2 separate regions of the Mus musculus genome follow, and region 2 is linked to region 1. Evidence: chromatin contacts called from public HiChIP or PLAC-seq data. All regions are on one chromosome and are shown on one strand. Each heading gives the region's core, a stretch centred on a gene start, on an enhancer-like site or on the middle of the called end of the contact. The rest is flanking DNA. Distances are from core to core; before and after follow the strand shown. Region 1 overlaps Cped1 (cadherin-like and PC-esterase domain containing 1). Region 2 has its middle 94 kb from the start of Gm38773.

Region 1 (3,395 bases), core at 337-2,836:
TCTCTCTCTCTCTCTCTCTCTTTTTCTCTCTCTCTCTCTCTTTCACTGTACGTACCGGTGCGTGTGCATGTGTGTGTGTGTGTGTGTGTGTGTGTGTGTGCGCGCGCGCAAATGTGCGTCTATGAGATGCCAACCTCAGAACACAGAACAACCTCATTGAACAACCTCAGGAGCCAACCATGTTTCTGAGGCAAGGTTTCTTACTACTCTGGAACTCATCAAGTAGGCAAGGCTGGCTGGCCAGTGAACCCCAGGCCTCTGCTTTTCAAACTACTGTTTAGCTTTCTTATCATGTGATCCGCTCTTGATAATGACAGCTATTTTTTTTTCATTTTGATACAGGATTGTGACTTATTGATTCACCCAGAAGAAACCTGTGGGTTGCAGCCTATTTCTGCAGAATACATTAAAGCCATTTCACAGCCTGAAATAGAGAGTTGTCCATCTGGGGACACTAAAGGTGAATACATGAGTATCCTTTCTCTAAAATAGACCCCTTGGTCTATAGGCACATGTTTAATTGGCCCCTGTTTTAAACAAGGACCTTTCTTTTTCACTCGAGTAAACATCAAGACATACTACAAGTGTAGATGCATTGTTTTGATTTGTGGAACATTTGATTAATTAAGCAAACAAACTCTTTGCTTCATTGCTAACCCATTGCCATCTAGAAACGGCAGACCAGAGGTCACTTCATCCAGGAGCCTTCCTTTATCCTCTAACTCATTTCCTAACTCTGTACTTTTCTTATATCACAATCTCTACAATCCATTTAGTACCTAATGCATTGTTTACTGTCATTCTTCCCAAGATGTTGGTTTCATGAGGACGGAAAGTTGGCCTTTTTCACTTTAGTTTTTATTACATTGTCATTTATGTGTGTGTGGGGAGGGGGTACCCATGCACACGCATGTGTGTGCCAGGGAGAGCACAGGAAGGTCAGATGACAGCCTGCACGAGTCAGTTCTATCTTTTCATCATGTGGGTCTCTGGGAGCAAGTTCAGGTTGTCAGGCTCAGAAACAAGCACCCTCACCCACTGTACCGTTCGCCAGTTCCCTTTTTCAACTCACTACATTCATACATACATACAACCATACATACATACAACCATACAACCATACATACATAATTCACACATGGTGGATAGAAAAAAAATACCCAGTTTTAAATCATTTATTTTCATTGTAGGGAAAGTATTGGAAATAACCACAAGTATCCCTCATATTTTGATCATTTCTACAAATAGGGACATGAGGATTTCAGATTGTGGCCTTAAATCTCACATGAGTCACGGACAGACCCACAATGAGTCACCACTCTCTTTGTTTTCATCCTCTCAGGCTTCCTGAAGCAGGCAGAGTGTAGTCAAGCAAAGCTGATGCTGAGAATGTATTTTTAAAAAATTTAAAAAATTGAACTAATTAAGGTTCAGAGCATGTATTCTTCGGTGGTCCTGGTTACTACTCCATCCTGACCCCCATAGCTCCCGTCCTCAGAAAGGCCCGCGAAGGCGCACACAGCTGCACTAGCCTCACCGTGAACTTCACACGGCTGCTGCAGCGGGAAATGTGTTTCCCAAATGGGCAGGGCAAATTGCAATTTGGCACGCAGCTAGCAAATGTGGGCATGTCCCAGTCTTGAACATATGTTCTAAATAATAAACTCCAGTCAGGGAGGGACTCGCCTGTTATGGAGGGTCAGGTGCCGTGATCTGTGTCTCCCTGCCGAAGGAGACACAGACTCAGCCTTCAAAGGGGATACCTGTGTCCAGTCCAGTATTGTTTAATCAGACGACAATTTATGACAATCGTAAAACAACTTAATTCTACTCTTTGTACCGCAACCAAGGCAAAGCTCTTCTACTCTTCAGTTCACGACACCGTTTCTGCTCAGGAGTCAGCAGTTTGTTCTAACCTGTGAAATTCACCATTACATCAGCCGAGCCCTGGATCGTCTCTGTCCGTTGCGTGGACTTGGTTTGGTGCATCAGTAGACCCCTTTAGAGAAGGACCCACACTGACTGCCATGCTTTATATCCTGGAACTTCAAGACTTCCCCCTCCCATCTCTTCCCTACCTCTCAACCTCCTTGCCTCTCTCTGTGCTGATAACCCTGCTTTGGGACGTGCAGCTCTGCTTCTCCAATCTGTTCCGCTGCCTCCATAGGCCCATCCTGTCCTTTCCTTCTGCCTGATGCCATACTCTTTTTCGCTAGCCGGCCTCATTCCACCACATTCTCTGGGTTCCCAGAGCAATCCAGGCATAGAATCTTCATAGCGCTACCTCCTTCTCTTTCAAGTGTATACTGACTTAGATCTGTCTGAGACCAGTGGTCCCCCCAGAACACCGTGATAAACACCAGGAAGAGAAAAGAACAGAACAGGGCATCCCTGGGGATGAAGCCAATAATAAAGATGAAAATATATGTGCAACCGCCTTGTATCTAATCATTTTTATTTCCATGTTTTATGATGGACACAATATATAAACATAGGAGTATCTGCATATCGTATACTGTGCATGTACTAAGACGTCAAGGGTGCATGGGCTGTATGTTTTTACTGATGGCTTCCCTTGATTAGATTTCTCGAGAACATAAATTGTTTATATTAATCTTCCAGTTCCTAATAGACAAATTAAAAAAAAAAGGTTTACCAAACTAAAGGGAGATTTAAACCTTTCCCTTTCCACAGGAATCTATGACACAATCAGGAGGCTACACACACATACATGCAGACGAACGCACGCACGCACGCAGAGAGCACCAAAAGCCCGCAGACTCAAAGACGTAGAAAAAGTCCAGAAAATACTGTTCTAGAATGTACGGGGTGTTCCCAGAGATGACCCAATCCTTCATAACAGGACTTTCTACATCTTAAGGGAGAACCAATCCTGGTAGATGATGCTGGAGGGAAATCTTCTAAGAAGTTATGTACTTATTCAAACATCTTCCAGGCCGAAAAGCTATTTTAATAGTGTGCTACAATTTGACAGCCCTGGATCCATTCTTTTTACCTGCAATATACTAATGCCATACTGTCTTTTTTTAAAATTAAACTAACTTAGATCATTTTGAATCACTGTATTTCTTTTCTCTTCCTCAGTTGCTGAATAAAGTAAAAGTAATTCTTCTAATTTGGAGAAAGGAACTATACATGCAGTTATAATTAAATAAGAACTTCTAAAAACCCTCCTCAAATCATAATATATAAAAAATGAAAATATTTCTCTATAACTTACTTTTAGTGAGAAAATGTAGAAAAAACATCATACTTCTAATATTTATTATGTTTTATTCACTAAAATTAAACCTTTATTTTATGAGGTTATATACAGTAATTAGCATTAGTATGTACATGATTTTATTTCCACCATGGTCCTAGATGACCGAATA
Region 2 (3,538 bases), core at 575-3,074, 270 kb after region 1:
TGTGCGTCTAAGAATATTTCTGTCTCTACCCCCATCTCATCATTAGTGTTCTGGAACTCTTTCTTTATGTAGGTATTGGGGATCTGAACTCAGGTCTTTACACTTGCCCACTGAGCCCACTCCCCAGCTCCCACGTGAGTAGTTCTTGAAGTCATTCCCTTGAGAAACTCATGAAAATACAATTTTTCAGGTCCCACACCAGATACACTAAATCAGAAACTTTTAGCATAGCTTAACAATCTGTCTTAACAGATAATTCCTATATATGCTAAACTTAGAGGTCCACTGGCATAAAATCTAAATTTAACCACTACTTACAAACTAGAAACAGAAATAAAACCATTTTTGCCTAACAGAAGCAATTTTCCCTCCTAAATTCATATGTCTCCTTACAACTTTAAGAGAAGTAACCTATCTGTGTTTTATAGCTCAGACAGACAGACACATAAGAAAGGGAGGGGGTGGGGAAAATTGTGACTTTTAAAAGAAGAGAATGGATTTAATTCCAACTTATTTCCTAGCTCTACTATGTCTTAAAATTTAAACATACCCCATTCTTAAATTATCTTCATAGAAACTAAACTTTTTTTTTCTTATATTTTACAACAGTCTGGTAACTGACAAATAACTGGTTTCTAAAGAAGACAATATCCAATAGTTGGTACCAGAAAAGAGAGTAAGGGTTGAAGAGATGTGCTGTTGTAGAATATTTCTGATTGCTTTGGTATAGAATATTAAGCAAATATCAACAGTTGTCCGGGCAGAAACACACTCTACAAAGGCTCTGCGTATCCAGGGGCTGTAAGGAATGCCATCAATTAGACCAATATACAGTATAGACATCAGCATGCTCTCTCATCCCTCCAGTGAGGAGCTTGAGGAGCCCACTGGCTGTCTTCTTTATTTCCTACCAGGGAAATTTCAGTTTCTCACTTTTGTTAGGGACACCCAAAGACAGCATTCAGGGTCAATGCCTTTACAGGACACTGGATATTTTACTGGTATCCTTCAGGGCCCTATGTAACCAGACTCCTTGCTGAGCTGATTTCAGTCAGACACAGTCCCTTGTTAATCACTTGCAACTTCCAAAAACCTTTAACAAACAGATGCCAAACCTTGTTTGGAAGCCTCGCATGCACAGAGAGGCGCGCCAGAGGGGCTATCGAAGTTGGGATGTATGCAAAACTATCCACTCATCTGTTTTGCTTTTTCAGTACCCCTTGGTTCAAAACCCTAATGGGATAGAGCAACTATTCTTATTTCCAAATCTGTCTTTGAGAGAGCCTCTGTCTGAATTCACGGTGCATTTCCAACCGGGCACCTGAGACTTGAGATGCGGAAGTAGGGTTGGGTCTGTACTCTCTAGACAGTCCACCCAGGCTGTGGCACTTGTCTTGGGTAAGGCACACAATCCCTTCGTGTGGATGGGGCCCAGCTTTTGACTATTACAAAGAGAGCCCCTGTGCCTATTTGTGATCATGTCCTCTGGAACCTCTTCTTGTGGGACACCCATGTACTGCCTCACCCCTTATAGCAGAAGGACCTCTGCCTTAAACCACCCTGTTAAGGTCCCCACCACTGTTACTCATTGTATGCACCTGGTCAATATTCTAACTCCACTCTGTAATTTGAGATAGAGCCAAGGCCTCGGAAACAAACCGAACCTGTTATTCCATCCTTTCACAAAACCACCATTTATGTTCTTGTGGACTATGGTTGCTACTTTTGCTGGCAAATTTAGTCGCAGCACATTTAAATGAGTATAATAAAACCAGACAAAGCAGAGAATGCGCATGTTTGAGGTCAGCGATGCCAAAGCAAACATGGGCTGCGGGATCCCTTCGCTGACTCAAAGGGGCTCGGCACTCACTGGCTTTCCGCTTCATATGGCTTTTCCTTGTCTGGCTTTCTTCAAATCTTTCTTCTTCCTCACTTTCACTGGACTTCTATCCTCAGTCAAGATATCATGCTACACCCTCCTGTTCTTTGTGGGCACAAATTGCCTCTCTTTGCTTTGCGAAGCACAGTCCTTTGACATCAGGCCAAACAGAGTTCTAAGCTTTGAATACACTCTTTAGTTCCTTTCCCCGCCCCTTCTCCTGAAACCCTTCCCTGAGTTTCTCAGATTCCTCAACTCTCTCCTTTATTATGGATATATTTCTTTAGTTCGTTGGACACCTGGATTTTAAGTCTACTATTTAATATGTAGCCATCAACAAGTTGGAACAGATTACCATTTATGGTAAATATTTACTGATTATATTATATTCTTGCCAGATCCAAGTCTATCATTTTTTCAGACATAGATACTGAGATGCAAAGAAGCCTTAGATCTCATTTGGTATATCAGTGAGAGCAACCTAAAGACCAATCGTCTCTCACTCAACAATCCTGAGAAATTATTTAGATTTCCTTCTCCACATAGTCATATAAGGCCTAGACTGACATCTTTAAAACACTGCTTTTAGCATCTGCCTAATGGTTAGCACCATGATTATCCTCAAGAAAAAAGAGCTAAGTGTGAAACAATAGGATGCACTCTATGATAGATGGAGACCACTTGTTTCCCACAATGCATCTGGAAATGTGATCATCAAACAGAAGAGTTGACTGGCTGCAAAGGTAGCCAAATAAGGAACAAGATTTGGGAGAAAATTCACAGGTCTCATAGTCAAAGACAAGGTATGCCTCCATTTGTCAGTTTGGAAGGATTTTGCCTGGCAGCCCAATTTTCTGCCTGTGCTATTTTGTTAGGTCATGATGTGTCCTTCAGAGAGGACTAAATCAGCATCCTCCTTGAACAGCAGCAGTGAACTCAAACTTTGAGACAGACATAGGCATGATGGTATTGTGTGTGTATTATGGCTGCAGACAAGAAGACATGCCTGAAGTCCTGCCCAATCCCTGTTTTCTATATCTTCCTGGGTGTAGAACTCAGCTGTTTTACTTGTTTGCTTTATGACCATCTGTCCTCTGTGTTCCAACTTCGCTCTCTCCTCTCTCTTCCTCTTTCTCTCTCTCACTCTTGTGTATATCATATATTCATTTGATGAATAAGAAAGAGAGGGGGGGGGGAGGAGATTGGAGAGAAGAGGAGAAGAAAGGAGAAGAGCAGTGATCTTTGCTATAGACTGGTTTGCTCTGGCCCCTTTCTTCTCTGTAAGCTTCTCCTAGCTCTCTCTCTGGCTATGTAACTCTTATCACAGCCATGCACACATTAGCTGGTAATCCACTGCTTTCCTGTTCAGGGAAAATTGCTCTGTGGGAGATTTTGAGGAACAGATATTCTGTGGATTGCCTTTATCTCGTGCTTGGATGGATATTTCCTTCATCTCCTTCTTTCTCTTGCTTAGCCTGGGCCCTCATTTCAGTGGAGAACGTCTTTCGGCATATCTCTGAGAAAGGGATGATGGGTGGAAAAGGTTTTGAAATCTCTGCTTGTGATAAAGTGTGTTGCAGGATATTTGATCACATCGTGAACCCCAAGACTGCCACCTGGAAAAACCTTGCGGTGTGGTTCAGCCCTAGTAGGCACCTT

The links. HiChIP or PLAC-seq counts read pairs in DNA pulled down with a chosen protein or histone mark.
Region 2: a FOXA1 HiChIP or PLAC-seq map of pancreatic cancer cells shows a contact between it and region 1. The contact joins two enhancer-like sites. A contact is called at or near these places in 2 of 484 Hi-C or Micro-C datasets (both in liver), 1 of 115 datasets of contacts at active chromatin or transcription factors (pancreatic cancer cells) and 1 of 9 other capture datasets (embryonic stem cells).

The regions. Positions count from the first base shown.
Region 1 is chr6:22,215,170-22,218,564 of GRCm38.p6, forward strand. Cped1 (cadherin-like and PC-esterase domain containing 1) reads left to right here. Exons shown (of 22, transcript NM_001081351.1): 16 at 343-460. Among named protein-coding and RNA genes, the nearest start is that of Wnt16, 71 kb to the right of the region's middle. Within about 2 kb of position 1,587, at least 44 of the 459 cell types and tissues checked have an H3K27ac peak or open chromatin away from gene starts, as enhancers often do. A contact at or near this core is called in pancreatic cancer cells, where this site is marked.
Region 2 is chr6:22,484,452-22,487,989 of GRCm38.p6, forward strand. No RefSeq gene overlaps it. Among named protein-coding and RNA genes, the nearest start is that of Gm38773, 94 kb to the left of the region's middle. Within about 2 kb of position 1,825, at least 12 of the 459 cell types and tissues checked have an H3K27ac peak or open chromatin away from gene starts, as enhancers often do. A contact at or near this core is called in pancreatic cancer cells, where this site is marked.